Regions from separate parts of the Mus musculus genome. Here regions 2, 3 and 4 are each linked to region 1. The links are chromatin contacts, called in public HiChIP or PLAC-seq and promoter capture Hi-C maps. All regions are on one chromosome and are shown on one strand. The core of a region is the stretch at or near the end of the contact, and the rest is flanking DNA. Distances in the headings are between cores, read along the strand shown. Region 1 holds the start of Mrps5 (mitochondrial ribosomal protein S5). Region 2 has its middle 17 kb from the start of Gm39928. Region 3 holds the start of Gabpb1 (GA repeat binding protein, beta 1). Region 4 holds the start of Sppl2a (signal peptide peptidase like 2A).

Region 1 (5,444 bases), core at 2,855-5,354:
ACACACACACACGTAAATTTTAAAAAGACTTTAAATCACCAATATCTTGACCTTTTAAGAATTGTATTTTGGGGCAGGAGAGGTGGCTCAGCAGTTAAGAGCATGTACTGCTCTGGAAAAGAACCCAGGTTGGGTTCCCAGCACCCCTTTCAGACATCTCACAATCACCTAACTCTGCCTCCAGGAAACCCTTGCTTCTGTCTGGCCCCTTAGGCACCTCCACTCATGTGTACAGACCTACCCCTACTTCCAGCCAAGACACAGACACAAAGAAATCTATTTTAAAAAAACAACAACAACAAAATTCGAGACATTTTCAAAACAAAATAACCTAAATGTCTCTGCTAGTTACAGAGCTGCATCTCCTCCACAAGACAGATGTGGCATCTCTGCCATATCCAGGAGCACACAGCCTCCTGTAAGTAAGTAAGAAAGAGAACAGAGCCCTCTGCTGTGTGCAGCAGGCAATGTGTGCTGATCTGCAAATGTACCAGCAGAGCAAGATGCCAGAGTCTGCAGCGTATCCTGTTTCATGTTTAGAAACAAAGCAGGTGTGTCTGTGAGTGCATCTTACACACCCCAGCAGCACATACAAGAAACTGTAACTATAGTTGCCCCTGGGGAAGAAGCTGATCCGTGTATAATGCTTTGCCAGTTCCCCTAGACGCCCACCCTCTCCTGGAAACTTGTAACAAAACTACTGCACAGTAAATAAACCTTAAAGAACAGAGAGGTAGTAGCACCTTACCGTGGCTAAGAGCTGTCTTCACTGCCAAAAAGGAAGTGGCTGCTACTGGAAAGGCGTTTAAAGAGAGTTGCCTAGACAGGAAATGACCTAAAAATTGGGAGGAAAAGAGTATTTGTTTAAAGATATTTTCTACATGAGACGGAGCATTTTAACCAGTAAGATATTGGAACCTACAAAACAGAAAGATTAAGACAATATGTAAGCCATCTCTAGGCTCCACGCCGACATGGCGCCTCATCTCCACCTTTCACCCTCAAACCCATGCAGTTTCCAAGCCTCGTGAAAGTCCCTTGATGTCACCTGCACCCCCTGCCGTCCTTGCTGGTCCTTCCATGCTACCCATACTCCTGCAAACAACCCAACAAAACTCATGGATTCACCAAGGCAGACTTCGGGGGAATCATCACGCTGCTCTCTGGAGGTTCCCTAGCATAGGTGAGTAGAGCGTGCGCATGCGTGGTGTTGGGAAGGGCGGAGCCTCTTTCAACAACAGCTCCGGGGAAGCCCCCCAGATCCCCACTCCTGCTCCCTCTGGCACCCACCAGCCCTCACTCAGCGTGGCGTTCTAGCACCGACTCTGACAGCAGAGCTGAGAAAACTCATGTATGGAGACAGCGGGGCAGTAAAATCCAGATGGAGGAAGTGCAGGTCTGCCTCTGATCATCAAAAACTAAACCAGACAGAGGCCAAAGGTCTATAAAACTCGTAAACAATCACAACCTTGGACTTGGCAGTGGTTTCTTAGATACAACACCAAAAGCACATGCTACCAAAAGGGAGAGGGGGAAAACAGATGAATGAGACCATCAAAATTTCAAACCAATGTGTTCAATGCTAGAAACAGCTTGGCGGCACAGCTCTTGCCTGATGTGCACTAGGCCCTGGATGCTCAAAAACAAAAACCTGTGTTTCAAGGAACACTATTAATGTCAGGTATACTAGTATATCCCAGCATTTGAGAAGCTGAGGCAGAAGAATCACTGTGCGTTTGAGGCTAGACTACATTCATAGTGAGAACCTTGGCAGGGGAGGGGGTCTTAAAAGTTAACATGCAAAACTCTTTAAAAAAAAAAAGTTTATGCACAGTGCACATGCCTTTTATCCTAGCCTGGAAGCAGAGACAGGCTGACCTCTGTGAATTCGAAGCCAACCCGCTCTACATAGTGAGTTTCAAGATAGCCAAGACTACACAATGAGAGCCTGTCTCCAAAAATACTTTTTTTTCTTGCAGATTATATATCTGACAAGAGACTTATTTCTAGAAAATGCAACGAAGTCTTCCAAATCAAGAATAAAAAGTCAACCCAAGTGACAATGAACAGGAAGTAACCTGTTAGTACAGGCTCACAGACCCTGCTATGAGAGAGACTGGAACAGGAGGATGGGAAGTTCAAACCCAGCACCGGGCTAGAGAGTGATTGCAACAGCAGCCTGGGCAAGCTGTTGAGATATGTCTCAAAAAACAAAAATTTACTTCTTGTTTCTGTGATAACATATCCAGGCATAAGGAACTTAAGGGAGAAAGGGTTTATTGGGGCTCACAGTCCCAGAGAGATTCAGACCACCATGGAAGAGAAGTCATGGCAGCAAGCAGTGAAGACATGGCGGCAGAAAACCACATCCACACCCCGGAAGCAGGTGATCAGGCGTGGAAGGCAGGTGATGAAGCTCCCTAGCCCACCTCCACAGACTCACTACCTCCAGCATGGCTCCGGCTCCTAAGCATCCATAACCCATGGCTCTACCGACAGGATCCAAGCCTTCTAACACTCGAGCGTGCAGCTCAGTTGTAGAGCATGTGCCTAGCATGCACACGGTTAGATCAAGTGTTTCCCTCTAATCTAGGAAATTCATGGTCAAGAACCACACAATCAAGTTACAGGCGCACACAGACAAAAGATTTGAACAGATATTGCTTCAAGAACATACACACATGGCTATTAAGCGCATGGAAACGAGCCCATTAGAAATCAAAGCCACAAAATTAGTATATCGTCACAGCTTGGTTCTCTGAACAGGACAGACAATAACAAGTGCTGGCAAAGAGAAACTGAAGCCCCTACACAGTGCCGGTGGAGCTGTAAAATGGTACAGCTACTTGGTAGTTAGTTCCTTAGTTAAACACTGAGGTGTCACTTCAACCAGCAATTCCACCCAGGAAATACCCACAAGAGGACGGACATGTGCACAGACAGAAGCACAGCATCCAAATGTTTTAACATCAGTCCTAACAGCCAAAAGATGGAAACGGCTCAAACGTTCATCCGCCAATGAGTGGATAAACAAAATGTGGTGTAATGGACACAAGAGTATTATTGGCTCACAAGCAACATGGGACTGGTATGTCACAGCAGGGACAAATCCTGACAACACAGCATTATTGGCAGATGCCAATCGTAGAAACCAGATGCCCAGAACAGACAAGCTATGGACAGATGGGAAATAGATCAGTAGTCTCCCAGTGTTGACGGCTAGTGAGAGATGGCGAGGGGTGGGGGCAACAGTTAAAAGGTACAGTTGTTTTTTCTTTTGGAGTGATGAAAATGTTCTCAAACTGACTGTGATGATAAATGCACCGTCTACAAAAACACTAAAACAAAACCTTTGAAGTGTACACTTTAGATAGATCACCTGCGAGCGCTAGTGAATGTTACAACTTACTATGGACAGAGGCCTTAATGAGATGGTTTCAACGCCGGCAAAACAAACGAAGGCTCAAGTCACATACCCTATCAAGTGATTTCAGGTTAAATATTGCAACAAAATGAACTTTCTGGACCAGGACCTTGAGCACAATGTCCAGCGCGAAGCTATTCCTACAAGCCAACGCCATGCTAGAGATCGGCACACAACTGAAAAGGGCGGCAGGAAGACGGTGACAGCAAAAGTATATTCTGGCAAACGGATCGGCCCAGACGCTAAAATGACAGCTAGTTAATCTAACAGACTCAGTAAGAGTCTGTTAGACTTTTTGCTGGCGGCACTCTGACTCGAGACAGGGATTGACATCACCCTATGAACCACAGACTATGCTTGCTACATTCGCTCCTCCTCACAGAGTGGGCCTGAACGGTCTCCCTGGCCGAAAGCACACTGCCCAGTTCACTCCTTATACTCTCAAACGGCGCGACCAGAGAGGGACAGAAGGCGCGCAAGGTCACACAGCCGGCCGGACCCGAATGGGAGACTGAGATCAAGGACTCGGCGACTTCTCGCGTTCCTGGAGCCTAGACTCGACAGACCCGAGGGAAAGACCCCTGCTCGCGCGCGCTTTCGGTCCGGGTCCCAGGGCTCACCTGCCTGCAAGCTACACAATGCAGGGAGACAGCCTGCAGCGCGTACGGCCGCCGCCATGCTGGAGCCGGAGCAGCGACTCCGCCTGTCTCTGGAACCGCCTTCCTCACCGCCTGCAGCAACGAGCTGCGACCGCGCCTTGTCACAAGTTCGTCGTCAGCGCAGAGAGGTGTGCTGAGGCTCGAGGGCCACCATTCAGCGCACACGGAAAACTGCCCTCGTGGACCACAGAGGAAACTGAGTCAGGCTCAGCCTCGGACAGCTGCTCAGGGGTCCTCGCGCTAGGACCCCGGGCAGGGGCGGGGCGAGGGCGGGGCTAGCTCTGGGCTCTTTTCTCTGATAGTAGCCTAATGGATCACATCTCACCAGTAGCAGGCTTGACCTGGCAAAGTCAGTTCTGCGGAACCGGGAAAGAGTCTGGGAACATCGGGAAGGAGCCCGGGGGTGAATGAGACAAAGTGTGGGAAGTCCGTAAAGGCCCAAAGTTTATTAAACATATGTTGCCTTTGTTGTGTATTCATGGTACAGGTTGTTCACACACAGTCATGTTCCAGCCCGAGGCCACGGGTTTTACCCCACCTGCTCATGGCTTTACACTATCCATGCTTGCCCAAATGAGTCACATATGATGGTTCTGGACTCCTCCCCTGAAACTTTAAGCCTGCAATAAACTGTTTCTGTGTTGCCCTGGTCATGGTGTTTTGTCACGGCAATAGAAAGTAACACAGGGGCTTTCTTCATTAGCTTCTTGGGATTATCATTTAAGGCTTCTACCTTTCCTGAGGGCAGTGGTTGTTGGGCAAGCCACATTTGCTACCTAATGTCTTGGTCATGATTCGAAACACCTGCAGTCTCTGAGCAAGTTCAGAATTGCTTGTGAGAGTGCCTTGGCTACTTTGTAAGTCTTTGCAGCACAGGCTGGGGAGGCTTTAGTTCATTCAGTAAGGATATCCATGAAGACCTATAGGCAGCTGAAGACGTGGCAAGACTTGGTAAACTATGTCCTCCAAATCTGTCACAGGTTCGTGACCATGTCTGAGCACATACCATGCAGCCCCCAAGAAACTCAGGAGCAGACTGGAAGAATCATTTTCCTGAGAAGAGGTGATTGTATGTTTCTCCTGACCTTGTCCAACCAAAGTATCACAGGGCTCTTTTACAAGCTCTCTGGGAACATAGTTGAGGATTTCTGTATGCAGCCATCCTTCAGAATTGCAGAAGAACCCTTTCACAGCTGCCCTTTTCACTGCCTTAGGGGCAGACCGAGGCTTACAAGAGATCCATGAGACTGACAGAGGCGAAAGGGATCAACAAAAATTAGACAGCAGTGCTGAGACCTTGGCAGCCTAGTGATATGATTTATTCCCTCTACTGACAAGCCACCCATTTAGTGCCCCCTGTA
Region 2 (5,444 bases), core at 1,968-4,467, 980 kb before region 1:
CAAAAACAAACTTACTCCTAACAGTCCCTCTCCCTGGGTCAAGCATATTCAAACCACCACAATGGCCACTGCCACATCTAGCTTTCCCTTCATAAGTTGGATATTTGATGTGTTTGCAGCTTGGAGCAGTTATGAATCAAGATACTATATGTATTTATATATGTTTATGTATGTACATATGTATTTATGTATATTTATGTATATGTGTTTATATATTACTAGGCCATATGAAGGCATACGTTTAAAATTTAAGTTTTCATAAATTTGTCTTTCAAGATTCCATTTGTATCAAAATGGACGACATTAGCCCAGAATGTGGCATCAGCTTTCCTGAAACCCATAGTGATTTACCTGTCTGGGGGTGTTTAGAGACTGTGCCACCTGGTTTTGTGTGTTAACTGGGCCCAAACTAGAGTCATCTGAAAGGGGGGAACTTAATAGAGAAAATGTCTCCAAAAGATCCAGATGTAAGGAATTTTCCTTATTAGTGATTGATGGAGGGCCCAGCCCGTGGTGGGTGGTTCCACTCCTAGGCTGGTGGTTCTGGATTTGGTAAGAAAGCAGGCTGAGCAAGCCATGGAAAGCAAGCCAGTAAGCAGCTCCCCTCCACAGCCTGTGCATCAGCTCCTGCCTCGAGGTTCCTTCACTTGCTTGAGCTCCTGTCCTGACTTTCTCCAACGATGAACAGCAATATGGAAGTATTTGCCGAATCAACCCCTTGCTTCCCCAGCTTGCTTTTTGGTCATGATTTTTTTTTTTTTTTTTTTTTTTTTGTCAAATCAGTGGTAACCCTGACTAAGACAGAGATGTCTTATAGGACCTCATAAGTAATTAAATTGCTTGGCCTTAGGGGAAAAGACATCTCAATGGATGCGATGACCCTTGTTTTGAACTCTAGGCTCTGTAAAGGCTTCCTGGAGGAAGGCACACCCATCCTGTTACTCTGTGTGTGTGTGTGTGTGTGTGTGTGTGTGTGTGTGTGTGTGTGTGTGTGACATTTCTCAAGTGTTCTTTGGGTCCTCAGTTTTATGTCCTTGCCTCTAGTGGCTGTTTCAAGTTCCACCCAGGTTGAGGCCAGAGGGGAACATATCTGTGGGGAGTGATTAATGGCAGAGTCATTTACAACATCCTGAATTGCTTAGTTCCCGACCTTTATCTCACGTGCTCCAAGGAATGGCTCCGTCAAGTTTAAATACAAGATAAAAGTTGAGGAGCCAGGAAGACCCCTGCTGAACACATGGAATGGGGCTCAATAGCGCTGTATCTCACACCTGGTAAAAACTGACACCCAATTAAAAGAAAAGTATTGGAGGAAAAATAGTTGTTGACATGGGCTTGGATTGAAACTTCTTGAAAGCTCTGTAGAGTCCACACATCCTTTGGGCAGTCCCTGAATCACTCTGTTGTACCTGGGGCGACAGTGATTCATAAGCGTGTGTCCTATTTAAAGTACAAGGTGGTTGCTTCTCCTAAAATCCTTTGGCTTCCTCCCCGGGAAATCACTTTAAGCTTACAAACCTCATGGCAGGAGTAGACTCCTGGCCCCCACTGCAGCCCTGGGTCATGTGATTTGTGGGATCAAAGGAGGTGGTTTACTCATCCCCGGGCAAGGTCAAGGGTAAAGTTCAGGTGAGGTTTACTCTGTCTAAGCCTGGATGTCGAGTGTTTTCATGTTTTTCATTCAGAGAAATGACTAGACACAAGAAAAACGGCCTATTGTAAGCTTCTAGCTCACACCTCACCTTTAAAAAAATCTGAGCATTCTGTCTTGGAGAACACGCTGAGAATCCCTGACACCCATTCAGCCGGCAGCACAGAACCCCAAACGTCAGGTGCTGGGTCTCCCTTGGGGTCGTGTGTGTGTGTGTGTGTGTGTGTGTGTGTGTGTGTGTGTGTGTGTGCCCGTGTGCAAGGCCAGCTATGAGGTATCACATATCTCTCTCCACATTTCTTTTTGAGGCAGGGTCTCCCATTGACCCTGGAACACATCAGTTTGGCTGAGAGTGGCCAACTAATTAGCTTTAGAGTTCCATCTGTCTGTCCGCTATTCCAGATATGGCATTGCAGATGTGTCTGCACCTGGCTTTTACATATACACAAGGGAAACAAACTCAGCCCCCGCCCCCATACATGCACAGCAGGTGCTGGGTCTCCCTTGGGGTCGTGTGTGTGTGTGTGTGTGTGTGTGTGTGTGTGTGTGTGTGTGTGCTAGCAACTGAGTCATCTCTTCAGCTCCTCCCTTGGGGTCAGCTCCTCGTTACCTTCCATTGCTCTTAGCAACCAACTGGGAACAAGGTCCTGGATAACTGACAATGAAGCTCAGCCTCTGTTAAACTTCAGTTTCGGACAACACTTTCAGAGACGGCAGTGTACAGTATGACCTAGTTTGTCCCACATCCCGCAGTCCCGGAGTTAATTCCAGAGTGTGAAACAGCATGCAGTACAAACCCAGGTTGCCCAATAAAGGACATGTCGGGAAACAGCATTATTTTTCTGATTTAAAGTAAGTAGGTCTGGAGGGCTCTGGGAAACAGTGGGATTTAGTTATAAAACGGCTATAATTGTGGGAGAGGCTTTGTATTTCAGTTTTGAAACACAATGAACAGTATATGCCACTTTGACGTGATTTACAGTTAGAGGAGGACTCTTTCTTCTAAGGATCGCTTCTCAATGCTCACGGGTGCCGTGAGACAGGGCCTTGGGTGAGCCTCACCTTCCCTTCAAATGACTCCTGCCACATGGAGCAGGAGGGTTTTTTAACAGAAGAGCATAGAGCCATGTTGTCCTCTTGTGAGAAACAGCAGGGACCGTTGGATACCCACAGGCCCCCTGCTGGCCACCCTGCTGGCAGACTTGCCTGGAGCTTCCTGCAGACATAAGGCTATCTGGGAACCTTGGCCACCCAGAGCACCCAGATGGGTGGCCCTCCTTTTTACCCCCACAACTCTCTTCAGCAGTGTCAACACTGTCAACTAGAAAGCCACTGTGTCCTGGATGGTGGACCAAACAGGAGGGAAACCAGGGTCGCTTTCTTGGCTATGCCTTGGATGGCTCTGTAAAGGCCAGACTCCAGATTTAAGACTCGCTGTAACCACGTGCTTTCAGAAGCCCCACCCCCACCCCCAGGCCTGGTCTAGCTCAGCTAAGCCCTTGTCCTAGGTCCCCAGGCTGTCACCTACTCCTCAGTTCACTCTGCAGCCATGACCCAGGTGGCTAAGCATGAGGTTACAGACTGGCTGGCCTTGACAAAGTTAAACTTTCTCTTTAAGCTAAGTGCGAAGGCCCAGGTGAGGCTGACTGGTAAAACATACGCAAGTGCCAGGCTGTGCCTGCGTGTTGGTTAGACTTTGTTCTCAGTTACTAAGTGAGTATTGTTTAATTTAGCAGTTTAATATTATGCTTTGTCAATTTGAAAGAACTGTCCTCCTTTTCAGGAAATAAAAAAAATAGTTTATTCTGAGCCAAAAGACTGACCAGTTTACAATGGTGAGACTGTTAGGTAGATGAGCTACAGCGGAGCAGGGGGTTGGGCAAGAATCTCTTCTAAAAGTCTCCGACATAGTCTTAGAGCGTTCTTAGCCTTCGGGCTGGGGGAGGGCAGAGTCCTGCTAAGCTCAGTGATACATTCTGAGGAGTCACCTGTTAGTCATGAGCATGTTAGGTCAGATCCAAAGTTAATTGGCCTAAGATAGCCCAGGGTAATACCAGCTCATAAGCTCCGTTTCACTTTTCCTGCTGTTCCTGCCAGCCAAGGTCAAGCTGTCTGCAGGACATATATACAGTGATGCTTGAGCCGGTGCCAAAGGCACTTTGTTACTAAACTCCGCCCCCAGCCTTAAGAATTCTTGCTCTAGACGCAGCTCCTCCCAGGAGTTTCAGCTCTGGTTTTGTTATGTAGCTCATCTTTATAGAGGCGTGGAGTTGAGTTGTTTGCTAATCTGTGCTTTGGTTACTAGCTTTTTTTGGACATGAAGTTATAACTTGCTAGAAGCTACCCAAGTTGTTAGCAAGGAGCCTAGGGCACGCTCAGAAAGAGGCCCTGCAAGCTGGCAATAAGGGAAATGTACAATTGCAGGAAGCTGTTGGAGCCATGCGTCGAGCATTGCCCAGGGGCTCCACGCAGGAACTCTTTAAACCTCCAAGTACAGAATCATCGTTGCATATGCTGTGTGCTGGTAATTACGACGCGGATCTGCCTGAAGTTGGGCACAATTTTTGTCAAGTTAAAAAGTGCACAGCGTTTACTACTACTTTACTACTTTGAATCCGTTAAATTTGTTTTTGACAATTTCTTGCAAGTTTGCAGTGCATACTGGCACTCTCCCCGCTACCCTCCACCACATCTGTCTATTTCCCCCAACATCAAATCTCTTTCTCACGTCTTGTGGATTCCTTTTGTTTTGTGACTCGCTCAGAACAACCAAGGCCTTCTGTGTGACCTTGACTTTGGAGCTATATTTTGGAGCCTGGTGGGCTGAGCAAAGGATACATAACTAAAGACAACGATTCCTCCTCTTCCACAGTCTATCAGTAGCCAATAGTTCACATAAAGGGGAGGGCCCAGGGAGCCCAATTCTCTGCTACGATTGATAGGGCAAGGGAAATAATTTCTTTCTGGTTGAAAAGATTCCCCAACCCTCATGGGTTTACTCTGGCATGGAACATGAACTAGGTTTTGTATGCATCGTAGCAAACTTAACTAGTCCTTCTCCCAGATGAACTGCAAACACTCCCAGAATCCTCCTGGCATTCTTTCATTTGTTAACTGTGCTTAGCACAGGTACAGGAGTCAGAGAGCCAAATCTTTCATGTTCTAAAAATGATGCTTTGACAGAAGAGGTTAAAAAATCCCCCCAACTTTTTAGAAGATTGTTAGATGATATAGACTATAGGCCAAAGACACAATGTGCATGCCTTGATTTTTAAGTTGCATCTCTCATGGAAGATTGTCCCAGTGGCGGGCATGGGGGTGGGGTGACAGTCATCTTGTCACTGCAGCTTTGGCTAGCTACTCTTGCCCTGTTCATTCGCCTCATGCATTCTCTTCATAAATTATTGAGAGACCTTACAAATGGACCCAGGAACAAGTAAGTTCTGACCCACTCTCTGTCCATATGTGCTCTGCTGAGGTTCACTCCCCACCTGCTTCTCTGTTCACCCTTTCTTCTCTGATTGCCCCTCAAGCCATTTCAGTTCTGCCCAGCCCAGGCTTTGCAAAGTGACCTGTCCCTACCACCCCAGGGCAATGCTGATCTGAAAATGTAGAAGGAAAAATCCCAGATAGTAGCAGTTCTTAAGTCTCTGATATCTTTAAACAGTTACAAATTTTAATTTTATTTATGTGTATATGTGTTTGCCTGCTTGTCTGTTTGTGTGCAGTGCCAGCAGAAGCCAGAAGGTGGCGGTGAATCACCTGGAACTGGAGTTAACAGGCAGTTGTTAAC
Region 3 (5,444 bases), core at 1,335-3,834, 910 kb after region 1:
GGGAGACTACTTGGAACCAAGTGCCAGTATTTTGTCTGTTTTTTTTTTTTTTTTTCCCACTTGGAGAACTACTTTATCCAGTTACCCTTTCATTTTGTGAAATTATTATAGGATATTATCCTTCATCCATTTTAAAACTCTAGTTGTTCTTCCTTTTACCAGCAACAGTAGCTGAAGCCATGTTCTTAGCTGCTACTTTTATCTTCTCTAGCTCACAGAACAGGACTATAAGAATGGGCACTCCACACCGAGCAGTGGTGGCGCACGCCTTTAATCCCAGTACTTGGGAGGCAGAGGCAGGCAGATTTCTGAGTTCGAGGCCAGCCTGGTCTACAAAGTGAGTTCCAGGACAACAGTCAGGGCTACACAGAGAAACCCTGTCTCAAAAGAGAGAAAAAGAATGGGCACTCCAGCACTGCTGAAGGAATGAACAGAGCTGATTAGACAGGCCCATAGGCTTTCCATGGTCACACAGAAGCTTCATCTTCCCTAGCAGTCCTCTCCCTTTGCTTTTTTCAGTGAACACACTGCCAACCCTCAAGTACTCTGACAAACTTGAGTCACCTTCCTTGACATCTCCTTCAGGCATTCTCACATCCAGTCAAGCATTCTCCAAATTCCTAACAAGCAGTTGTGATTTCCTTGATTCCTACTTGTGACTACCTCAACCTGTGTAGTCAGTTTTCCAAACTACTGCTTCTCCATGCCTGGGGCGTTTTTACTGAATAGCTACCAGTCAAAAACACCAACTCATTAAGGAGACATTCAAGGAGGTCACTCAACCTCTACAGGTCCATTTCTGGGAATGATCGAAATCATCTCTCTAGTTCTGCATTACTGTTCCCTTCGACTGGATGGCCTTCACCAATTTCTGATTTCTATATAACTTTTATATAGCTATTTGATTCCTCTGTAAGGTTACTGTGTGTGTCTGTTTGTGGCAGGGGAATATTCCTGCAATCACACCACATTCAGCTTTTCTGGCATAACCACTGATGATGTATACTCGTCTAGATGCTATAGCACAATTAAGGCAATTAACTATTTACTCAAAATATTATGGAAAGGAATAACAATTTAAAAAAATTCATAAGAGCTGGCAGTATTGGTACACCCCTCTAATCCCAGCACCTGGGAGGCAGAGGCAGGTAGACCTCTTTAAGTTTGAGCCCAGCCTGGTCTACAGAGTGAATTCCAGAGCAGTCAGAGCTTCACAAAGCGAGACCCTATCTCAAAACCAACCAACCAACCAAACCTAACCAAAAACCCCTGAAATAAAATATTAAATAAAAAGAAAAAACATGAACTATGCTCTCCCCATTCTGTTTACTTTGCTATGTCTTACACTGGCTACAAACTTTCACTATATAAATAAGAAAGGCAGCCGGGCGTGGTGGCCTTTAATCCCAGCACTCGGGAGGCAGAGGCAGGCAGATTTCTGAGTTCGAGGCCAGCCTGGTCTACAAAGTGAGTTCCAGGACAGCCAGGGGCTATACAGAGAAACCCGGTCTCGAAAAACCAAAAAATAAGGGCAAGTGTCCTTATCTGAGGACAGACACACACAAACACAAATGAAGTCTGTAAACAATTTGGATCTCATTTAAGCCATTTTGCTCCTAGGTTATTCTCGGTTGTCTCCGATATTCTCATTCCTAGATACCTGACGCCAAAAGTTCCACGGGTAGTGGACTTTTCGGTGAAATATATCAAAGTGGAACTTTGAAAATCGCATGTGAAGTAAATTTATAAGGCTTTTCCTTCACAAATCATCATCTCCCAATCAACTCTTGGTTCATTGAAAGTAAAATACGTCACTAGGCATGGTGGTACGCGCCTTTAATCCCAACAATTGAGAGGCAGAGGCAGGCGGATTCTTTTGAGTTTGAGGCCACCCTGGTCTACAAAGCCAGTTCCAGGTCAGGCAGGGCTGTTACAGAGAAACCTTGCCTCGAAAACAAATCAACAAAAATCCTGACAATACAGACAGGAGAAAAGCGTCACTATTACAACATTAAAAAAAAAAAAAGCCACAGAAACATCCACGTCACACACGACCAGTTTACACCAGGTGAAGAGGACAGGCATCCTTTGTTCCCGCACAGGCCCCACAACCAGCGATTCCGGGTACCTTCCAGGACCACGGTAAGTTAAATCTTAGGTACCCGGCTGCCCTTCCGCCTGCCGGGAATCTGCTAGAACACCCCATAGTCAAGTCCAAGCTCCAAGCGTCCCGAAATGCCGGCACTTTCCGTGTCACGCCGGGGGAGAACTTAGCACACGCACCCCTAACTCCCACACATCCCGCCCCGCGACGCGGCGCGGAACACCCAGCCGCGCACAGGGCCACCGCAGCGCTCACCCCGCTGCCGCGCAGGCGCCGGGCGAGCCGGGACTTGCGGTCGCCCCGCGGATCATTCCGCCGCAGCCTTTGTGTGGCCGAACGCTAGAAATGGCTTATTTCCTTTCTCCCCGTTTAAAGTCAGAAGCAGACCCTCTCATCCCTTTCTCCCGCCGGAACGGGGCTGGGGGAGGGCGGCGGCAGGCTCGCTCCCGGGGCCAGTGGGGCGGAAACGGGCGCGGGTTGGCGAGGCCGCCGCAGGCATGCTGGGAGCTCGGCCGCCGTGTCCCTCCGCGCCGACGGGGACTTTTCGGTGGGGATTTTGGGCGCCGAGCAGACGCGGCATTTTCGGAAAATAGCGCCCTGTGCAGCGAAGCGCTCTGTGTGTGGCGGGGCCGCGTCTGCCCTGACGGCTCCGAGGCGCCGCGGTCCCCGCACCTCCTCCCGCTGCTCCCCCGCCGCCGCTCCCGAAGCTTTTCCAGGTCAGTGCGGGTCTGTGTAGGGCCCTGTTACCACCGGATGTGGAAGTTGATCTCTTCGCTGGTAAAAAATAATTCCACTTCCCCCGGAACCCAGATCATCCCCGCGATTTCCTGTTTATTGCATTAAGGCGCCGGGTTTCCGGGGCTCCTGGCCCCGCTTGTTTGGCGGGGGTCGGCGGGGTCGGCCTGGGTGTCCGTGCTGCCGCCGCCGCCGCCGCCGCGCTTTGTCCGCCCGGCGCTTGGCTTCTGGGAGGGGCGGCAGACATGGTGGCGGCCGCCGCCCCCTCCTCGGTCAGGCGCCGCGGCCTCCTGCGGGCCCCACGGGTCGGGTCTGCGGTGGGGTCGCCATGGCCGTGGGGGTCCGGGCCGGCGGGGCAGGCGGCGGGAGAGGCGGCGCTGTCCCCGCCCGCTCCTTTGTCTCGGCGGCCTGAGGGCCTGGCCTGGCCGGGCCGACGACAAGCGGGAGGGAAGGCCGGGCCGCGCTGCCCCGCTGGGCCCCGCGGAGCCCGGGGCGCTCGGGTTTCGGCCCGAACAGCCGGGTCGGGGCAGGGTAGACGGGCCAGTCCGGAAGGGACGGAGCCTGCCATTCTCAGTGGCCGAGACTTTTGCCCCGGAGACTTCGCCACCGGAACCCACGCGAGCGCGGGTGCGGAAAGAAGCCGCGAGTTTCGTCGGTCATGTCTTGCCTGGGCACAGATCGGTGTTGAGTGTGCTGTTGTGAACCTCTCCCACGGCGTTGAAGCCGCGGGCTTAGCCTTGAAGTGTGCATCTCCAAAATGAGAGCGAAGGAAAGCGGGCCTACCTGCTGGCTTTTTTTCCCTTGAAGCTTTTGCTTTAAGCCCATTTCCACTGTGTCTAGCAGACACATTTGCTTTAAAGCAGGGAGCGAGACCACAGTACTTCTGAAAGAGAGCTTCATAACGTGGGAGTAATTTTTAAGAGTTCTTTCTGCAGACACTGTGGTTTGTTGTCTATTCAGGCAAGTTACTTTCTGAAATGTAATTTTTATCTGGGGGTAAAAAAGAACGGTGGTGTGCTTTTTCTAGGGAAGTAGTGGCCTTCCCAGAATTGAAAACGCACCGAATTTAGTACGCAGACGATAGTCTACCTCACAGAGATTCACCCAGATTAATTTAAATATAACTGATAGCTTTTTGGCTCTTAGGCCTTCAGACTCTGACTTTTTAAGTTTTAAGGGAACTGATGGCTCTTATCCCTTTATTCGCTTTTCTTATTTTGTCAAAAATGAAAAGTAACGTGTCAACTCATGACTTAGGCAAGAGTCACATTGTTTTGCACTTTCGAAAGTCTTTTTTAAAGCCTAGTTTAACAGAAAACATTCTTGAGTCAATTTTTGCAGACAGTCTTGTGATATGCCACATAGCCAATGGAAAACACTGTATGTATATTATGCTTTTTTTAAAAAACATGATATATCCCATCCTTCTATTCAGCATGTTAAGTACAATCAAGATATTGTGAAAGACAAACTGAATGAGAAGAATGATTCTTGTAGTTTGGGGGAGAGGCCTCTAACTTTTTAAAAGATGGCCATTTAGATGCTTAAGCATTGCAGAGATTATAATTTACCAGTAGCCTTGATATCTGGAAATAGTCCAAGTGACAAGACATTTTAAAGTTCCAGTTCATATGCTTAACGATGTACACATATAATCAGCGTGTAAAGACCCGCTTGTAAGTACCTTCTTCACGAGGACACGTGCATCTTAGGCGCTTCAGACTTCCGTGGGAAGTGAGGTGTTTGCCGAAACAAAATGCACATGTAGTTTGCATGTGTAAGTCTTAGCCTCTTCCCTGACTCAGTCTGGGTTTCTTGGGTGTGGGCGATTAATCTGTAATAGTTCAAGATGAGTTTGGGGCTAATGGCTTTGGAAGGAAGCTGAGTTTCCAGTGGTTTCTTAAAACCCTCGTCTGATTCTGTCAGTTGACCTCTGCTGTTTCATCAACAGGAAGCATCTGGCCATTCTTCATGTCATTGTCAGAAAGTGCCAGGTGCATTTTTATGTTTGCTATTATGCATATCAAAATTGGATCTTAATTTTAACCTCGTTTTTATTCCCCTCCCTCCCTCCCCCGGCATTTTAAAAACCCGTGGTATCTCTAGGTATAGGTGAGGCAAACATTACAAATTCAAAAATTGTCACATGAAATTTTAGGTCAGAAATTAATTTTTGAGTGAGCTCAAGTTTCTTGCAAGTTGTCTTGTTAGTAAATGCACTGATGATGTCCAATCCTTATCTCACCGGCTATCTTAGAGACTCATGTCAAGGCAAGTTCCTGGACATCTAGGAACTTGTTTACATATTGACAAATATGACAATTTGACATTGTATACATGTCATATAGTGTACAAATTAAGGTATGTGTTGGGACCCATTCACTTTCTCTGCTCTAGTTTATAAATGTATAATTGCAGTCGTAATATGAGTGTGGGTAGCTGTCCAGTGATCCAGTGGCTTTTTAACTAAAAATTACATTTCAGTAACAAGTGTCTCAACTTGGGGTCAGTTGTAATTAGCATTTTCCTTGTCTGAGGAGGATTGTTCCTTCATCCCTGTAAAAGATAAATCTTGTGTCAGAAGAAGTTAGAATTAGAACCTGTG
Region 4 (5,444 bases), core at 2,146-4,645, 650 kb after region 1:
AAGTGGTCATGCAGAGCAGCTGAGGCTCAGCACTGTGAGAGGCCATGGAAGGCCATTGGTGAAGGTACAGCCTCAGTTGCAATTGATGGCCCAGGACTGAAGGGGTCATGCAGTGTTTTGGAGATGTCAGTACCATGAGATGACCACCAAGAGCAGCAGCAGCAGTGGAGTACAGGCATCTGGAGCCTAGAGGACAACGCGTGTGCTACAAAGGGCATGGCTGGAGAAGTGACCCAAGCCCTTGGAGGAGCCCAGAAGATCCTGAGTTGGATCCCAGACATTGGACGGTTGGAGATTGATATTGCTTTTGATTGTGACTGTGCCCTGATATTTTTTCCTCTTAAAGGAAATTTTTTAGTGAAGCCCACAGTTAAGAGACTTTGAATTTTAAAGTACTTTGAATTTTAAAGGATACTGGATATTTTAAAAGGATTGAACTTTTAATATGTAAAGACTGTGGGACTTTTAAAGTTATTTTGTAGCCAGCCTGGTCTACAAAGTGAGTTCCAGGACAGCCAAGGCCATACAGAGAAACCCTGTCTCGAAAACCCAAAAAAAAAAAAAAAAAAAAAAAAAAGTATGATGCATATACACGATGGAAATTTTTTGCATTATAAAATTATCCATTTACTGCCAAATGGATGCAATTGGAAATCATTATATTAAGTGAAATAAGCCAGATGCAGAAAGACATATTTGGAACCTGGATTTAAAATTATTCATACATATATACATATTATACACACTTATGTATTGTGTATATAGTTGAACAAAGAGAAACAATGGATTTTGAACTATGATACACACAATGGAATTGATTCAGCCTTTACAAAAGAAGGAATTCGGCCAATGACCTCATGGATGAGCATAGCAGACATTACAGGTGCCTCCTCTTGCAGATATTGTCATCTCAACCCTAGCCATTGAGGACCAAACCTTCAAGCACATGAACCTTGCAGGGACAAATTACATCCAACCCACAGCAGGTTGCTTATAGTTTGGGATCATCACAGGGCCACTTAGACCTTCGTGGACCTGTCTTCACAAACATTTGCTTTCATTTCTCTTAGGTCCATCACTAAAAAAGGAATGGTTGTGTTGTACAGTAGGGTATGATTAACTAGACAAGAAAAGCCCGTGTGTGAAACTGGTTGCGCTACTTTACATCGCCACCAGAATTCTGGCTCCTCCACATTGTAACCGATGTTTGGCAACATAATTTTCATTCCATCCATTCTTGTAGGTCCATGGAATTTGTGCACTCCTTTTCCAGTTTTTGGTCTTTTTGTTGAATAATAAGAGTTCTTTATATATCTGTATATATATATATATATATGAACATATAAATACATATATGTTTATATATGTGTGTGTGTGTGTTTGTTTATATATAGATGCTTTATGATTGTCTTCTCCCAGTCTACAGTGGTCTTTATTCCTTTAAGAATATCTTCCAGGGGATGGAGAGATGGCTCAGTGGTTAAGAGCACTGGCTGCTCTTCAGGAGATGGACCTGGGGTCAATACCCAGCATCCACATGGCTGCTTATAATCAATAATTACCTAGAACTCCAGTTCTGGGATCTGGTGTCCTCTTTTGATCTCTGTAGACACCTGCACACACATAGTAGACATAAGCTCATGTAGGTGTCTATGAAAGTACACACACAAATAAATATTTAAAAAACATATCTTCCAAAGAACAGAGGTTTTTATTTTGGTGAAGTGAATTTGATTTTATTGTTGTATAGTTTTTCCTTTTTTCGTGTCCTATTTTAGGAATTCTCATCCAACAAGAAGCTCTTAAGAGTATAAATGTTCCCCTGAGACAACTTAGAAGGTCAGGAGTAAGATTTATTTGAGCTAAACTGAGGTAGCAGTATGAGGTCTCTGGAATGCTCATTCTCTGATTCTCGGATTCAATAGGTTTGGATGGTGATGCTGAAACTGCAGTCAGGAGCCGTGGTCCAGGCCAGCACTCTGAAACACTAAATAATGAAAGGTTTTTAAGCTTGGCTGTATATTAAATCTGGAAATGTTTTTAAAATCCAGATATATTGCTCTCATCAGATGAGCAAGTATCTAGGATCCCAGTGGAAAGGGGAGATTAGCTTAAACATCAGTGTCCTAGAAGGATTCTAAAAGTGGCTGAGAGTAAATGCAACAATGCTTGACAGGCAGTTTCTGTCTAGGGGGTTCTTACAGCTGGTAGGGTTACAAATAGATTGAAACTGGACCAGAGGGGGAAGCCAGGGGACAGACAACTACAGAAAAAACCCACGCAGAACTGTGGGAGAGCTTCCTTCAGGAATTCCCCCAGGAAGATGCCAATGAGGAAGTCTCAAGTTCCAAGCTGTGCAACTATTTCACCCTCTGCCTCTTCTCACTCTCCCCCTCTCCTAACTTCAGCCAAGGTCCAGTTCTGTAGTTCTGTAGTTCTGTAGTTGCCTCCCTTGGCTTTCAGACTAATGCTTCCTTCCTCTTTGCCTAGCTGAAATTAACTTGCACAGAAGGTAATAGTCAGTTATACTCAGCTAGGGCTGGTGTTTTTTTTTTTTTTTTTTTTTTTTTTTTCTCTTCCTGGTGCCCTATTTTTACCTCCCTTGGATCCTTGTGGAGTTCCTTGTGAAAGGTTGCTTTGTAACAGTGTTTGCTCACACATCTGTAGTCCTTGCTGTGTCCCTCCTTTAGGATAACAGGAACACTGTCCTATTCAGTGTTTGGTATTAAATAGTCATCCAACAAATATTTGACAACCTAGTATACACTGGATATTCTGTGTGTAAGGACACAGCAGTCAACAGAGCAAAGAGGGATCCTTCCATTAACTGGATAGCAGCATGGGAGATACATAGATGAGTATAAGAAAATGGGGGGAGGGACCCCCAAAACCTCAGGCATGGTGACTTATGCCTATGATACAGGAAGATCTCTGAGTTCTAGGCCATCATCTTCAAAGTGAGTTCAGTACTAGTCGAGGATGTTTCCAAAGAAAGCAAGAACAACAACAGCAATAAATAAATAAATAAATAAATAACAAAAAGAAAAAAAAAGCTATGAAGGTTACAAATAAATCATAGCATGAAAGTGAATTAAGGGGTACTTAAGATGAAGTGTACTAGGAAACCCTCTTTAGGGAGGAAGTGTTAAGTAAGTGATAAGGGAACACCAAGAGTGTATTCCCCAGAGACTGCCCGCCTGGAGGGTCTGTGGATCTTAACGGGTGGGAAAGTAGAGAAACCAAGGACAGAGAAAACAGGGTGAGGTGACGTAAACTTAGCAGCAGAGGAAGAGTTTTGATTTGTGCTGCCAAGTGTGGAGAGGAGCCTCGTCTGGGTTCCGTATTTACGAAGATCGCCCCGAGGCTACGTGGCAGAGGCCAGAAAGGAAACTGAAACCCGAAGCTCCAGTGGCTTGGAATGGGCGGCGGCCGCAGTTAGGGGGAACCGAACGAGAACCCAGGATTTACGCAGCTAAAACGGCTCTGCCAGGAGCTGACAGTACCCACAGAGTCCCGGCCTAGCGTTTCGCGGGAGGGACCGGAAGAGGAAGTCGGGGCTGCACCCTAGAGGTCCGGGTGCCGCCAGCGCAGCCTGAGCCTAGCTGCCCGCCCGTGGGATGGGGCTGCTGCACTCGCTGCACGCTCCCGCGGCTGCCCTGCTCTGGAGCTGCCTGCTCGGACTGGTGAGAGCCGCACTCCCCTCCCCTCCCCTCCGCTTTTCCCTCCCCTTCCTCCCGCTTCCTCCCCCTCCCCCTCCATCCCTTCCTTTCCCTCTAACCTCCTCCGGATTTCCCTCATCCCTCCTCCTTCCCTACCTCCCCCTTCCTCTCCTTCTACCCTGGCTTCCCATTCTCCCACTGCCCGGGCCCGGTTAACTGCCTTCGTCCTTGAGTCCCAGCATTCCTCACCCGCCCCCAGCCCCCGAAATCCAGCGAAATGCCCAACCCCTGGGAGAAACCCGCGGGCGGGGGTAGGAGTGGGTGGGGAGCTTCCTCCTCCTTGGTCCTGGAGCCCTCTCTATAATTTTTCACTGTGCTGGCATCTTTTCTTCTTAATTCAAAGAATTCACTTCTGTGCTTCTCTGTGTAGCCCAATCTTACTGCTGCCTTTTGCCTAGAAAAAGGCGGATGGAGGGGCCGGTGTGAACAGGGTTCCAGGTGTTAGCGTTCTGGCCTGCTCTTTTGTTGACTGCGCTCACATACATTTCTCTCTATAGCCATATGAATATCTATATACTTTCCTTTCACTCCCAGATAGTGCCTTCTATGTAAGGTACATGTGATTATACTATGGGATTTGTATTATGCTTTTGTTTTCATATAGGTATACTTTAAAATACCTTTAAAGGGGAAATGAGAGGTTTGAATAGTTTGACGTCTAAAAGGGTCAAAGTCTGGTTGAGAAAAAAATAACAAATATGCGCTCACATACCCATATTTGCTGAAATAATGTTTTAAAATTCGGGATCAAAGTAATTTGAGCTCCAATGTGTGACCAAGAAGCTAACTCTCAGTGTTTTAGATTTTGTTTCTGTTCACTTTCTTTTCTGACATTTGATGTTGGGAAATTTGTATCGGTATTGTTTGCACACTGTTGTGTAAACTGTGTATGTAGTTATTACTTAAAAACCATCACTTCTCTGAAAGACTGCTTTGTCACTCTGGGCTTGAAAAGGTCATGGAGAAGGTTTAAGCCCCAAACAGTTTTTTTTTTTTTTTTTTTTTTAAGGTAGCCTTTGGCGTTCTAGGAACTTTGCTGGACAGCATTCGGAGAGAACCCATTCAAAAAGTATTTTGAGGAGAGAATGACAGCACAGTAGCTTTACTTTGTATCTTTAAAGCAGGAACTGAATAACCAGACAAGTGTCATTTAGGTCCAAAGAAAACTCACAGGATATGTAAATGTCTCGGCCCTCTAGCTTAGCTGTCAAGCTTAACTCATTTCAGGGAACTTAAGATGATTAATACGAAATAATGTTTACGTACTTATACCATAGCTCCACTAATTTTTCTCAAGGTAAATCAATATTTAGCACAGTAATACATCTACTCTTGATAAACCCACATTTTTTGGGCACTCAGGAAGCTGAGGTCTGTGGATCTCTTGAGTTTGGAGCCGGTTTGGTCTACAGAGAGTTCCAGGACAGCCTACAGAGAGAAATCTTGTCTCAAGAAAACAAACCAAACCAAACAGAACATACAAAGTGTTAAGTCCACACTGTGGTTGCTATTAAAGAGCTCAGAAGATACCTGGGTAATGATGGATGTCATGGATACAAGGGTAATGACGGCTACCTATGTAGCATGCTATTTTTGTTGTTGTCTTAATTCTTTCTTCAGACTTTTTTTTTCTCTGTAGCCCTGGCTGTCCTGGAACTCACTCTGTAGACCAGGCTGACTTCAAACACACAGAGATCCCCCTGCCTCTGCCTCCTCTAAGAGCCG

What was found. Promoter capture Hi-C pulls out the DNA fragments that hold promoters and counts their contacts. HiChIP or PLAC-seq counts read pairs in DNA pulled down with a chosen protein or histone mark.
Region 2: a contact with region 1 is called in a FOXA1 HiChIP or PLAC-seq map of pancreatic cancer cells. The contact joins the enhancer-like site here to the promoter of Mrps5 in region 1. A contact is called at or near these places in 1 of 39 promoter capture datasets (embryonic stem cells), 7 of 115 datasets of contacts at active chromatin or transcription factors (astrocytes, embryonic forebrain, epiblast stem cells and 4 more) and 1 of 9 other capture datasets (macrophages).
Region 3: a contact with region 1 is called in a promoter capture Hi-C map of fetal liver, with 2.6 times the contacts expected there. The contact joins the promoter of Gabpb1 here to the promoter of Mrps5 in region 1. A contact is called at or near these places in 3 of 39 promoter capture datasets (fetal liver, liver and pre-B cells) and 2 of 484 Hi-C or Micro-C datasets (embryonic stem cells and muscle stem cells).
Region 4: a contact with region 1 is called in an HNF4G HiChIP or PLAC-seq map of pancreatic cancer cells. The contact joins the promoter of Sppl2a here to the promoter of Mrps5 in region 1. A contact is called at or near these places in 1 of 39 promoter capture datasets (hippocampal neurons) and 1 of 115 datasets of contacts at active chromatin or transcription factors (pancreatic cancer cells).

What each region holds. Positions count from the first base shown.
Region 1 is chr2:127,586,086-127,591,529 of GRCm38.p6, reverse strand. Mrps5 (mitochondrial ribosomal protein S5) reads right to left here and starts at 4,104. Exons shown (of 12, transcript NM_029963.2): 1 at 4,045-4,104; 2 at 749-835. The coding sequence starts at 4,102. It also overlaps a transcript of Zfp661 not described here.
Region 2 is chr2:128,564,349-128,569,792 of GRCm38.p6, reverse strand. No RefSeq gene overlaps it. Among named protein-coding and RNA genes, the nearest start is that of Gm39928, 17 kb to the right of the region's middle. Within about 2 kb of position 3,217, at least 47 of the 459 cell types and tissues checked have an H3K27ac peak or open chromatin away from gene starts, as enhancers often do. A contact at or near this core is called in pancreatic cancer cells, where this site is marked.
Region 3 is chr2:126,672,732-126,678,175 of GRCm38.p6, reverse strand. Gabpb1 (GA repeat binding protein, beta 1) reads left to right here and starts at 2,584. Exons shown (of 9, transcript NM_001271468.1): 1 at 2,584-2,820. It overlaps A630026N12Rik (RIKEN cDNA A630026N12 gene), which reads left to right and starts at 2,889. Exons shown (of 1, transcript NR_166192.1): 1 at 2,889-5,444.
Region 4 is chr2:126,931,186-126,936,629 of GRCm38.p6, reverse strand. It overlaps Sppl2a (signal peptide peptidase like 2A), which reads left to right and starts at 3,395. Exons shown (of 15, transcript NM_023220.2): 1 at 3,395-3,683. The coding sequence starts at 3,618.